2 separate regions of the Sus scrofa genome follow, and region 2 is linked to region 1. The links are chromatin contacts, called in public HiChIP or PLAC-seq maps. All regions are on one chromosome and are shown on one strand. The core of a region is the stretch at or near the end of the contact, and the rest is flanking DNA. Distances in the headings are between cores, read along the strand shown. Region 1 overlaps PLCB2 (1-phosphatidylinositol 4,5-bisphosphate phosphodiesterase beta-2). Region 2 overlaps EIF2AK4 (eIF-2-alpha kinase GCN2).

Region 1 (5,268 bases), core at 1,037-3,536:
GGAGAGTGTCAGGAAAAGAGCTGCACAGTTTTTCAGAGCTCAAAAAGCCCAATCCCACTCCCAGACCTGGAAGTCCCTCCTCAGTGTCACCCAGGATGGGTATAGATTCTCCAACTCCAGGAAGGATGTAGAAACGTTCTCCCTGTTTACTCAGGTAGTAGAAGAGAAGGCTTTCTTTCTTTTGTGACTCAATTTCCCTTTTTTGTAGCATGAAGGAAATTTCTTTCTTCCTTTCTTACTGTTTCCAGGGCTAGGGGAGGGGGCGCCCTAGGAATCTGTGTGTGGCAGGCCAGCCTGACAAGCCAGGCAGTGACACCTCCAGGTGGAGGAGAGAAGCAGCAGGAACATGGAAGGGGGCACTGGTCCCAAAGAGCCATGCCCCTCCTCCCTGAGCCTCCCAGAGACATCTCAGCCTCACTGATGTCCCTGTTTTCTGTGGCGGATAGAGACAGTGCAGGGAAGAAGAGGAGCTGGGGCAGGACCTGGTCTGTAAGAGGGTGCCAGGCTGGGTCCTCTTGCAGGGTCCTCTTTGGAAGGAGCAGCCCTTTCTGTTGCTCCAGCTAGCAGTGCCATCCCAGTCCTGGCCTGGCTGACCTGTGGGGGGGGTGGGGAGCAGGGGGTATTGCCAGGTCTCAGGCCCTGGAGCCTTTGCTCTGACTTGCCTGTGGGCTCAATATGTTCTGAGCAGAAAAGAAATAGCAAAGATGAAAAAAAGCTGCGACTCTGCTGCGGAGCACAGAGGCACCAACAGCCGGAATTAGAAGCTGTCGCTTAGAGAGCTGAAGGCTGACAGGAGATGCAGCCGAGGCAGGCAGGGGGCAGGCAGGCACTCCACACGCCCCTCCCCTCCCACCTGCTGAGCCTCCCCCACTGCAGGCCCCGGGGCTGGCAAAAGGGCCTCCCCCCAGAGGCGGCTTGGGTCTGCAGTCTGTCACTCTGTCTGCAGCAACCCCCACCCGCCCCGCCCGGCCCCCTCCTTTCTTCCTCAAGTGTCACCAGCCCCCTCACCCTGTCACGTTGCACCAGCTCATCAGGGTTGGGCCTGGTGGCACGTGGCTGGGAGATCCAGAGAGCTGGTGTTGGGGGGTGCGCAGAGGGGAGGGTGAGTCAGCAGGGGACTCTCGCATCTGAGTCGGCAGGTGGGATTGGGAAGGGGGTAGGGGCTCTGCTCTCTGTGCAAAAGTGAAACTTAGTGGATAGGGAACCTGGCCCCAGCCCCACAGAATCTGCAGCAGGGGACAGAACCCAGTGCCCATCCCTTGCCCCAGCGCCCTGAGGGAGGGCATCAACTCTTCCTCTGCACACCACCTGCGGCCAGAGATTAACTCACTTCCAGGGCCCAAGGGCTATGGAATTTTCCCAGGGGCGCCCTACCTTTTTCCAGGGGACAGACAGCAGGGAGGTTGGTGTTTGCCCTGGCCTCCTAGGAAGCCCAGCCTGCTGTGCAATCCAGAGGCAGGATTGCATCCCCTTCCGAATTCTGGGCTTCCCAGCTCCAAACTGGAGGCCCAGAGACCCTGCCCAGCCTGGCTACAGGATGAAGGGAAGGCATTTGCCTCCCCTGGAGCAGTCACTGGCCAAAGCCAGGGGCTGCCCAGTGGGGCCAATTTGGCGCTGGCACTAGCTCATGCCCCCATGCCCAGGTCAGTGAGCTACTCTAGGCCTGGGTCCTCATCCCTCTCTACCCCTGGCTTGGGAGGAGACGGGGCAGCTGAGTGCCCAGCTGGAGGACTGAAGACTGGGCACTGCCCTGGGGTGGAGGTGTCCCACCCTCAGCTGCGTGCAGGCTGATCAGTGACAGGCCTTACTTCTGTGAATGAGCAGGTCCCCTAGCCTCACCCTGTATCCAGGGGCTGCTAGCATCCCAGAGGAATGGGGGAGGGAGCTCCTGTTTATTTTCTGAAGGCCCAGGTGCTCAGGGCTAATGGCATTTGCTAGAACTCTCTGATAAAAAAAAAACCACCTCTTCCCAGAATCAACCCCCACCCAGCCTCTCCCAGGCCAGTGTCTGTCCTCCTTTAGGATTTGGGACCATGCCGCCACAGATGCAGTGAACAGCTCCCCAGAAGCCTCTCTACAGTGCGTGCTGGGGTCAACCATAACTGCCACAGGGGCCTGAGAATCCAGCCCCTTTAAGTCTGCCTAAAGGGGTGCAGGTGGCCTGAAGCCTTGTGACTCCCCCAAAAGGGTGGGGCCACCTTTGCATGAGGCTCTTCTGCTTCAGCCCTGAGGGTGGAGACAAGAAAAGGCCACTTGTGGTGGGGAATGGCCCGGAAGAGTGACATCATTTTCCAGTGGTTGTGGCCTCAGGGCTGGCAGAGGGGAAGTGAATCCTCTTCAAGCCCAGAGGCAGGCTCATTCCACTGGGCTCTAGAAGGGACCTCAAGTCTAGTCAGCTCTCAAGGATTTTTTTCCCCCAGCTCACTTCATGGTTGGGGGGGCACTCTGCTCTGTTGCCCCTCATTTCTTAGCTATAGAGCAGGTGCCATGTTTAGGCAGGAAATCTTGAGACAGAGCTCTTTAGTAGGAGTAAGAAAGACAAAAATAAATAAACTTCATAAAGTCAGGAGAGAAAATGGTGCTGACCTTGTCAAGCAGCCTGAGTGGGAGCACAGGTAGGGAAGTACCTCCCACCCCAACCCCAGGTCTAGGAAAAGGGGTGGGTCAGGCTCTGGGCCTGAGAGAGCACAAAAGGCATCCTTCTTCCCTCACCCCCAGCCCCAGGCTGCTCAGCTGAGGCAGCTTTTCCATCACAGCCTCCCATCCCACATGCATTGCGGGAGCAACTGTCCTCAGGGAGCTGGAAGGTAGTGTCAGTCTCTGTATCACACAGCTGACAAGGAGGCCAACTCATCGCAAGCCTGTGATGGGGTCAAGAAGCCGGGGTGAGCTGCCTGCCTTAGAGCAGGAGGATTTGGAGTTTGGACCAAGAGATGCTTGTACTACAGATGCTAGAGTTAAGGTTCCAGGTCTTCAGGCCTAACTCTCCAGGCGAGGAAGCTCAGCACAGAACGGCACACTCAGAAAGGCAAAGTGGGGCGAGATCCCCATTTCCTGCCTCCCAGTCCATATTCTTCTTTTTTTTTTTTTTTTTTTTTTTTTTTTTTTTTTTTTTTTTTTTGCTTTTTAGAGCTACACCCACAGCATAAGGAAGTTCCCAGGCTAGGGGTCGAATTGGTGCTGCAGCTGTAAGCCTACACCACAGCTCACGGCAACACCGTATCTTTAACCCACTGAGTGAGGCCAGGGATTGAACCCACATCTTCATGGATACTAGTTGGGCTCATTACCACTGAGTCACAGTGGGAACTCCCAGTCCATATTCTTTTGACCTCAACAAATATGATGCTTATTCAGATGAAGAGCAGGAGCTCAGCTTGAGAGGACCCCTAGGCCCCAAGTGGGCCCCAGATGACATCTGGTTCCTGCCTTCTCCTTAGCCTGGCTGTGAGGAAGGGGCTCTGGCATCCAAGGGAGCCCCAGCTGCCTGCAGCCTCAGTGTGCCCGGGCCTTTTCCTCCAGGGGAGATGGAGCCACATCCCAGAGAAAGATGAATGCTCTTGCACAATGTCCCAGTGGGGTGGGGGTATCAGAGGTGGTGCTCCTGGGTGTCTGCCTTCTCCGTGAGTGGGTCCTGCTCACACAGCTCTGTGGGAACCCCACAGGGCCTCTCAGCCTTGTCCTCCTCCCAGGGGAAGCAGGCCCTGAGGCAGGACCTCACTGACTCCTTCACTTCCGCCTCCAGACCCTTCATCCTGTCCTCGTACTCTGCCAGCAACTCCTGCTGGAACTGTGGAGACAGCAAGAACCACCCCCTGGTTCAGGAGGGGCTACCTGCCCACTCACCCCACCCCTGGACTGTGGAACCAGAACATGACTTGTTTGTTCAGACCTCCCGGGAGACCAGAGTGGAGGGTAGTGGAGCCCATCAGGGGGCCTCTCAGGAGAGGGTGTGCCAACCTAGCAAAGAGATCTACAGAGCTGCCTCATGACCCCAGGGAGGGAACCAGAGCCCTGGCCCTCTGGGAAGAGGCGGGTGGTTCCTCTCCCACCTCCTGACCAGCAGCTCCTTGGAGGTGGGCCAGGGTAGTGGTCCCTGCTGTCACCTGCTTTTCCATATCTCGGATCTGTTCCAGGCAGGCTGCCTGCTTCTCTTCTAGCTTCTCCTGATGCCTCTCCAGATTCTCTGTCATCTGGGCGGGAGGGAGAAGCAAGGATTCAGGACAGCATGGGCAGGCAACCTGGGTTAGAATCCAGCTACAATCCCAGTTAACCAGCTGTTAAGACTTTAGGCAAATTCCTTAACCTTTAAACAGGTTTTTTTTTTCTTTTTCCTTTTCTTTTTCTTTTTTTGTAAAATGAGGACAATAGTACTTGTCTTGCTGGCTTTTGTAGGATTACGTGAGCCAGTTCATGTGAAGCACCTGCCTGCACGGGGTCAGGACTCAGGGGCTGGTAGCTCTGTTATTGTTGTTAATAATCCCCAGGGAGCTTTAGCACCATTCTCAGCAAGGCTTTCCTTCCTCTCTGAATCCCTGGAAGCCTGACTCAGGAAGCCTCTTTGCCCCCTCTTACCCAGCCAGCCACCCTAATCCCACCCCCCCCCATCAAAACCTCCCCCCAGCCCTCCTGGAGCCAGCCCATATCATTTCCATTGAGGGCAGCTGGCCAAAGGCATACTCCTTTAGGCTAGTATCCCAACCTCCACACAAAGGCCAGAACCCCAAATGGCCTAGGAGCAGCCCTTCTCTTGCACTGCCTTCCCCCATCCCTAGCTTCAGGGGCCACTCAGGACAGTGTATTTCCCAAGGGCAAAGTAAAGGCCTGGGGCTACCCCTTCCCTCTGAAAAAGAGAGAGTGTGTGTGTTTGGGAAGGACACAGCTCTTACCCACCTGCTTGATGACCTGCACCACCTCCTGGATGTGGGAGTTGTTGATCTCTCTTTTCAACCTGTTGGGGTGATCAGAGTTTCAGAGAGGGCAGGAGGCCCCTGGGAAGAGCTGGGTGAGACAAAGTCTCCATGGGGTATAGGTGAAATGGGAACTCAATCATAGAGCCATCCTTGGCTGGCTGCATCTATGTCTGGTCTGGGAACCAGCCAGAGGCCTAAACATGGGGACCCAAGGAGACTCTGAGGAGCCACTGGGGGCCCTTGAAGAACACACTGTTTTTCAAGGCACGCATGGGAAAGTGCATGTGAGAATCAGCGGATCCAAGGTTTCACCTCCCACTTTGCATGCTTGATTTTCCCTTAAACTTTCCTCTGC
Region 2 (5,268 bases), core at 1,084-3,583, 220 kb before region 1:
CAGAGACCAGGGATGCTGTTAAACACCCTCTAGTGCACAGAACTGATCCCATCCCAACCCCCAAATTATCTGGCCCACCATGTCAGTGGTGCCAAGACTGAGAAATCTTGGCTTATATAAAATAAATGTCCTTGCTAGCTTCTCCCTCCCTGGCCCCTACCGGTGCCCCTCTGCACCTAGCTTGAATAAATTCACCATTAGGATTTTTTTAAGGGAATATGTTCTTGAAGTCACCAGGTATTACAATTAAGGATCCAAATCAAAGGCAGAGAAAACAAAAAATAGTCAACTAATAGTGACTATTAGTACAGACAAACATTAAGACACTTAAATGGCTAGATGGGCTTTAGTTTGAGCAGGGAAAGGTTTAAAGTTGTTCCTCCATGTGAATGATTATTCCCCTTTTTTCCCAAGATAGAGTGCCATTGTGTCTCTCAAAGGCTATAAATTAATTCAGTCTTTGAAAAAACATCCATTCACAGCTTTTGAAAGAATCTCATTTACTAAACATTCTCCTGTGGGTGATCTCCAGGGCTGCTGCCATAATGAAGGTGGGGCATTGCTTATGTTTCCTTGTATTATAAGGGGAGCAGAAAGAGCACCATTATATTTCATTGAAATTAGCTTTTTATGTTGAGCCAGAATTTCAAACCCAGCTGAATAAATGAGAATGTTAGAATGTTAATTTGAAATGACATCCTTTATCATTTTTATTTGCTCTTAACCAAAGCATAATTGAGTGCAAATTTTTTGGTTTTGTTATTCCTCCACTAATAACCAAAAGTTATTAAATATTTTTATACTTAATAGAAAAAAAGCCTCCAAGTATAGCTCACTATAAATCATCTGTGTTGCTTTTGTCTCATTGACTGTTTATTCTAATTGTTTTTGTTTGCTTGTTTTTAGAGAAGGTTCCGATAATCTTGCAGTACAAAGTCTGAAGGGGTCATTTTCTAATGCTTCAGGTATAATTACTAATTGTAATCTAAACATAACAATGCTTGTGTGCATTTGCTCTAAATACTTAGGACTGTGGCTAAGTCACCGCATCAGAAATATATTTTTCACTAGAATAGATTTACAAGGAGATCCTGCTGAATAGCATTGAGAACTATGTCTAGATACTCATGTTGCAACAGAAGAAAGGGTGGGGGAAAAACTGTAATTGCAATGTATACATGTAAGGATAACCTGACCCCCTTGCTGTACAGTGGGAAAATAAAAAAAAAAAAAGAAATATATATTTTTAAGTAACATATATACAATTAATTTTACCAAACTGAATTCATCCCTATGCTTTGAAACCCACATCTTAGAAAATGAAACCACTGGGAATTTGGCAACTCTTCCGATCCTGATATAGCTCTGTCTTCCTGTCTTATTTTTTACAAGTGGTTTAATCTCCCTTCAATTCAGTTTATTGTATAGATCAAATGTGGATAAATTTTCCCCATCCAGAAGATTGAAGACAAGTATTTTGAAATGCCTTATGGAAAGGCACTATATACGTTTGTTTTCAAGAAAGCCAAGAGGGAACAGTAGTGATAGTTACACCTTTAGTTTCACATCTGTCAACCTGATTGAAAATGTTCCCAATGAAGAACAGGAAGACATATTTGGCTTTAAAAGAATTGGGTCTTTTGGGTCCATTTCTGTTAGCACTGACTTCCTGTTACCATCAGATTTCAAATCTTTTGAGGAATTTAAATAAGTATTAGAGTCTGGGGCATATTAAGTTTGATTTCTTTTCCCTTAGGTTCATGAGGTTTGACTCATAATGCTTCCCCTATGCCTGTCACCTCCCACCTATGGAGAGAAGGCTGGTGATCTTGACAGAAGCTTCAAAACAGCTGAGGGTGATGGGTGGAGTTCTGGGCTTCTTAGCAAGTGAAGGCAGTTGCAGAGATAGAAAACAAGGCTCAGATAGAATCTAGTCCATAGAATCACCCTCCAGTGTTTTCTAATCATCGCTGTCATCTTTGTGGTGTGTTACAGAAAGTGAGACCACAGTGGGTTAAAGATCTGGCGTTGCCGTGAGCTGTGGTGTAGGTTGCAGACGCGGCTCGGTTCCTGCGTTGCTGTGGCTCTGGCGTAGGCTGGCTACAGCTCCGATTAGGCCACTAGCCTGGGAACTCCATATGCCGCAAGAGCGGCCCAATAAATGGCAAAAAGAAAAAAAACAAAAAAAAAAACAAAGTGAGACCATATAAGGCCATAAGTTCTAAAACTCTCTTTCAGGTTTGTTTGAAATCCATGGAGCAACAGTTGTTCCCATTGTGAGCGTGGTAGCCCCAGAGAAGCTGTCAGCCAGCACTAGGAGGCGATATGAAACCCAGGTACGTGGTCAGTTTCCTCAGCTTTCTAATGTGAGCTACAGAGGAAGAAAACAGGAAAGGGAAAGAAGAAGCAGTTTCCTGGAAATGTTTTTCTTCCCACTTCCTGGTGGCTTCTGAAAATTTCATCATCACAAAGCATCCCTGGTGCCAGGATTCTGCCCCGTTTGTCCTCCAAAGAGGCGTCAGTATACCCTGTAGGCACCTAAAAGCAGCTGTTGGTCAGAATTAGTGGATCTAAACAGAAACTTTCTGATCCGGCTCTAATTGCAGGTGGGGTTTGTTTTTGTTGTGAATAACAAGAGACATCTCTCAGAAAACTTGAGGCAGATTTCTCATTGCATACATGTTTCCGGTTTCCACCATTTACCTGAGTCTGTGCTAAGTGCCAGGTAAAACAGATTAAGATGTGATGTTGCCCCAGTCCTTGAAGAGTTTGCATCCTTAGAAGCATATGCATTATTGAGTTAGAGAATAGGAAGACATAAGTCATAGGATGCTGAATTAATGAGTGTTAGAGAGTGATATAGACATGAGAGAGAGACAGAGGTCAGCGTTTGCATGGGTGATCAAGAAAGACTACATGGAGGTGATCCCTGAAGGATTTAAACAGGCAGGGAGGAAAGAAGAGGGTATTTCAAATGGAAGGGAGGGCACAAAGGACAGTGCAGACAGGCTAATGAGCAGGGTTGTGACACTGGCCTCACTTGGGAAGAGGGTGTTAAAGAGATCAGTCATTATTTAGAAATGGGATTAGACTGAAATACAAAAGATCAGGTTACCTCATTATGTAAGCTTTCCTGGCTGGCTTCTCAGAATGTTGGGTGGAAACTCATTTTTCATTAACTTTCTAACATATTTCAGTTCTGTGTTCCCACTACTGTCACCTTCCTGTTTTTCTAAATTTAGCTTAGTACTAAAATCTCCCTGCTTCCACACGCACTATTTGACTGTATTGAGCATCTATTAGGTGTCATTTCAAAATTATAAATAAGCAGCTAGGTGGATTAGTTAACAAATGATCAAGATAGGCTATAAAATCTCATTTCCCCCAAGATCATAATAAGTTAGACAATCATCTTTCCGAATTGGATTAAAAACAAGTCCTTAGGTTATATATTTGGGATCCCTTCTAGGCTTTGGTTTGTCACCCATGACTGTTTCTTGGAATAAAAAATGAAATGGGGAGTTCCTGTCGTGGCGCAGTGGTTAACAAATCCGACTAGGAACCATGAGGTTGCGAGTTCGATCCTTGGCCTTGCTCAGTGGGTTAAGGATCCGGCATTGCCGTGAGCTGTGGTGTAGGGTGCAGATGCAGCTCGGATCCTACATTGCTGTGGCTCTGGCATAGGCTGGCAGCTACAGCTCTGATTCGACCCCTAGCCTGGGAACCTCCATATGCTGTGGGAGCGGCCCAAGAAATGGCAAAAAGAAAAAAAAAGAAATGGCAAGAAAGATGGTCACTTTAACAGATTCTGAATTCTGACACCTTTTCTTCTTGTCAGGTACAAACTCGACTTCAGACCTCCCTTGCCAACTTACATCAGAAAAGCAGTGAAATTGAAATTTTGGCTGTAAGTCACGTCCTTTAACAACAGTTTGAGGATGACTTTTGCTCTGCTATCAGAGTAGTTTCCTCAGAGGTCAGGGCTCTTTTGCTCAGCTTCAGCAACAACGGGATGCAAGCCTGTTACCACTGCTGTGAACCACGTGTAGTCTAAATCTGTAAAGAAGTGGGGAGAAAATGGGAGGTTTTTTGTTATTCCTACTTTCTTCCCCTGAAAGGTGGTGGGGGTGGGTAGTGAAAACGAAAATCATCATTTTCCTAAATGTTTCAGATAACAGTGTCAAACCTTCCAATGGAATGTGAGGAGACTGGGCATATTAGCTTACCAGGGCTGAGGTCTCATCTCTTAACCAGGGCCCAAAAGTAGCAAGGCAGCATCCCATTCACGTTGCTCCATCCAGAGTGACACCACAGTCTCAAGTCCATATGTGCTGCTAGGCTCCCTGACATGATGTACATTTTTGTGTATAACAGGTGGATCTACCCAAGGAAACAATCTTACAGTTTTTATCATTAGAGGTAAGCAAGACAAACTCCTCTACATGATGGCCTTTAAAAATCCCAAAGCTCTGCTGTCAATTTGTCTAAAGAAAATTGAAAATGTCATTTTCTTAGTGATAGTAGGTGTTTTTCTGGCAGTTCCAGGAATTTAGTAATAGTGTTCCTTTTATGTGATATATATATAACCAAATCAGATTTTGAGGGAATCATACTTTTCTAGTGATTTTCTTTTAAATCTCAGAGATGGATTCCGTCGTGGCAGTGGTTAAAATCGACTAGACATGAGTTGCGGTTCGGTCCTCTTCTCAGGGTAACGATCCAGCTTGCATGAGCTGTGTGTAGCTGCAGACGCGGCTCGGATCCCGTTGCTGTGGTCTGGAGTAGGGTGGTACAGCTCGATTCAACTAGCTGGAACTCATATGCCAGAGCGCCAAGAAATAGCAACAAAAAAAAAAAAAAAAAAAAAAAAAAAAAAAAAAAAAAAAAAAAAAAAAAAATCTCAGAGATGATTTTATTGTGTGTTAGGCTCTGGAAGGTCTTGTTCTAAGCATTTTACAAATATTAACTCATTTAATCATAACAACCCCAAGGGATACATATTATTACCTTTTTTACAGGTCTCCATTTTACAGATAAATGGAATCATTTTACATTTTGTGGAGAACAGAAGCAGAGAAGTTAAGTATCTTATTCAAAGTCACCCAACTAGGAAGCTGCAGAGCAAGGATTTCTTAACCACTATATTATTCTGCTTCAAACAAACTGTTCTAACCAGGGAAGCTCATTTGCAGAACTAGAACTACATGGAGATCTTTTTGTAAAAATTAAATTAATTTAGGTCCTTTATGCTTTTTTTTTTTTTTTACA

What was found. HiChIP or PLAC-seq counts read pairs in DNA pulled down with a chosen protein or histone mark.
Region 2: an H3K27ac HiChIP or PLAC-seq map of alveolar macrophages shows a contact between it and region 1. The contact joins two enhancer-like sites. A contact is called at or near these places in 2 of 5 promoter capture datasets (fetal liver and fetal skeletal muscle) and 1 of 2 datasets of contacts at active chromatin or transcription factors (alveolar macrophages).

What each region holds. Positions count from the first base shown.
Region 1 is chr1:131,026,484-131,031,751 of Sscrofa11.1, reverse strand. PLCB2 (1-phosphatidylinositol 4,5-bisphosphate phosphodiesterase beta-2) reads right to left here. Exons shown (of 32, transcript XM_021097762.1): 30 at 4,894-4,951; 31 at 4,107-4,193; 32 at 1-3,790. The coding sequence ends at 3,590. Among named protein-coding and RNA genes, the nearest start is that of ANKRD63, 3.5 kb to the left of the region's middle. Within about 2 kb of position 2,286, at least 5 of the 83 cell types and tissues checked have an H3K27ac peak or open chromatin away from gene starts, as enhancers often do. A contact at or near this core is called in alveolar macrophages, where this site is marked.
Region 2 is chr1:131,247,321-131,252,588 of Sscrofa11.1, reverse strand. It overlaps EIF2AK4 (eIF-2-alpha kinase GCN2), which reads left to right. Exons shown (of 38, transcript XR_002345552.1): 34 at 2,239-2,336; 35 at 3,839-3,907; 36 at 4,375-4,419. It overlaps SRP14 (signal recognition particle 14 kDa protein), which reads right to left. Exons shown (of 5, transcript XM_003121602.6): 5 at 4,896-5,268. Among named protein-coding and RNA genes, the nearest start is that of SRP14, 8.4 kb to the right of the region's middle. Within about 2 kb of position 2,333, at least 2 of the 83 cell types and tissues checked have an H3K27ac peak or open chromatin away from gene starts, as enhancers often do. A contact at or near this core is called in alveolar macrophages, where this site is marked.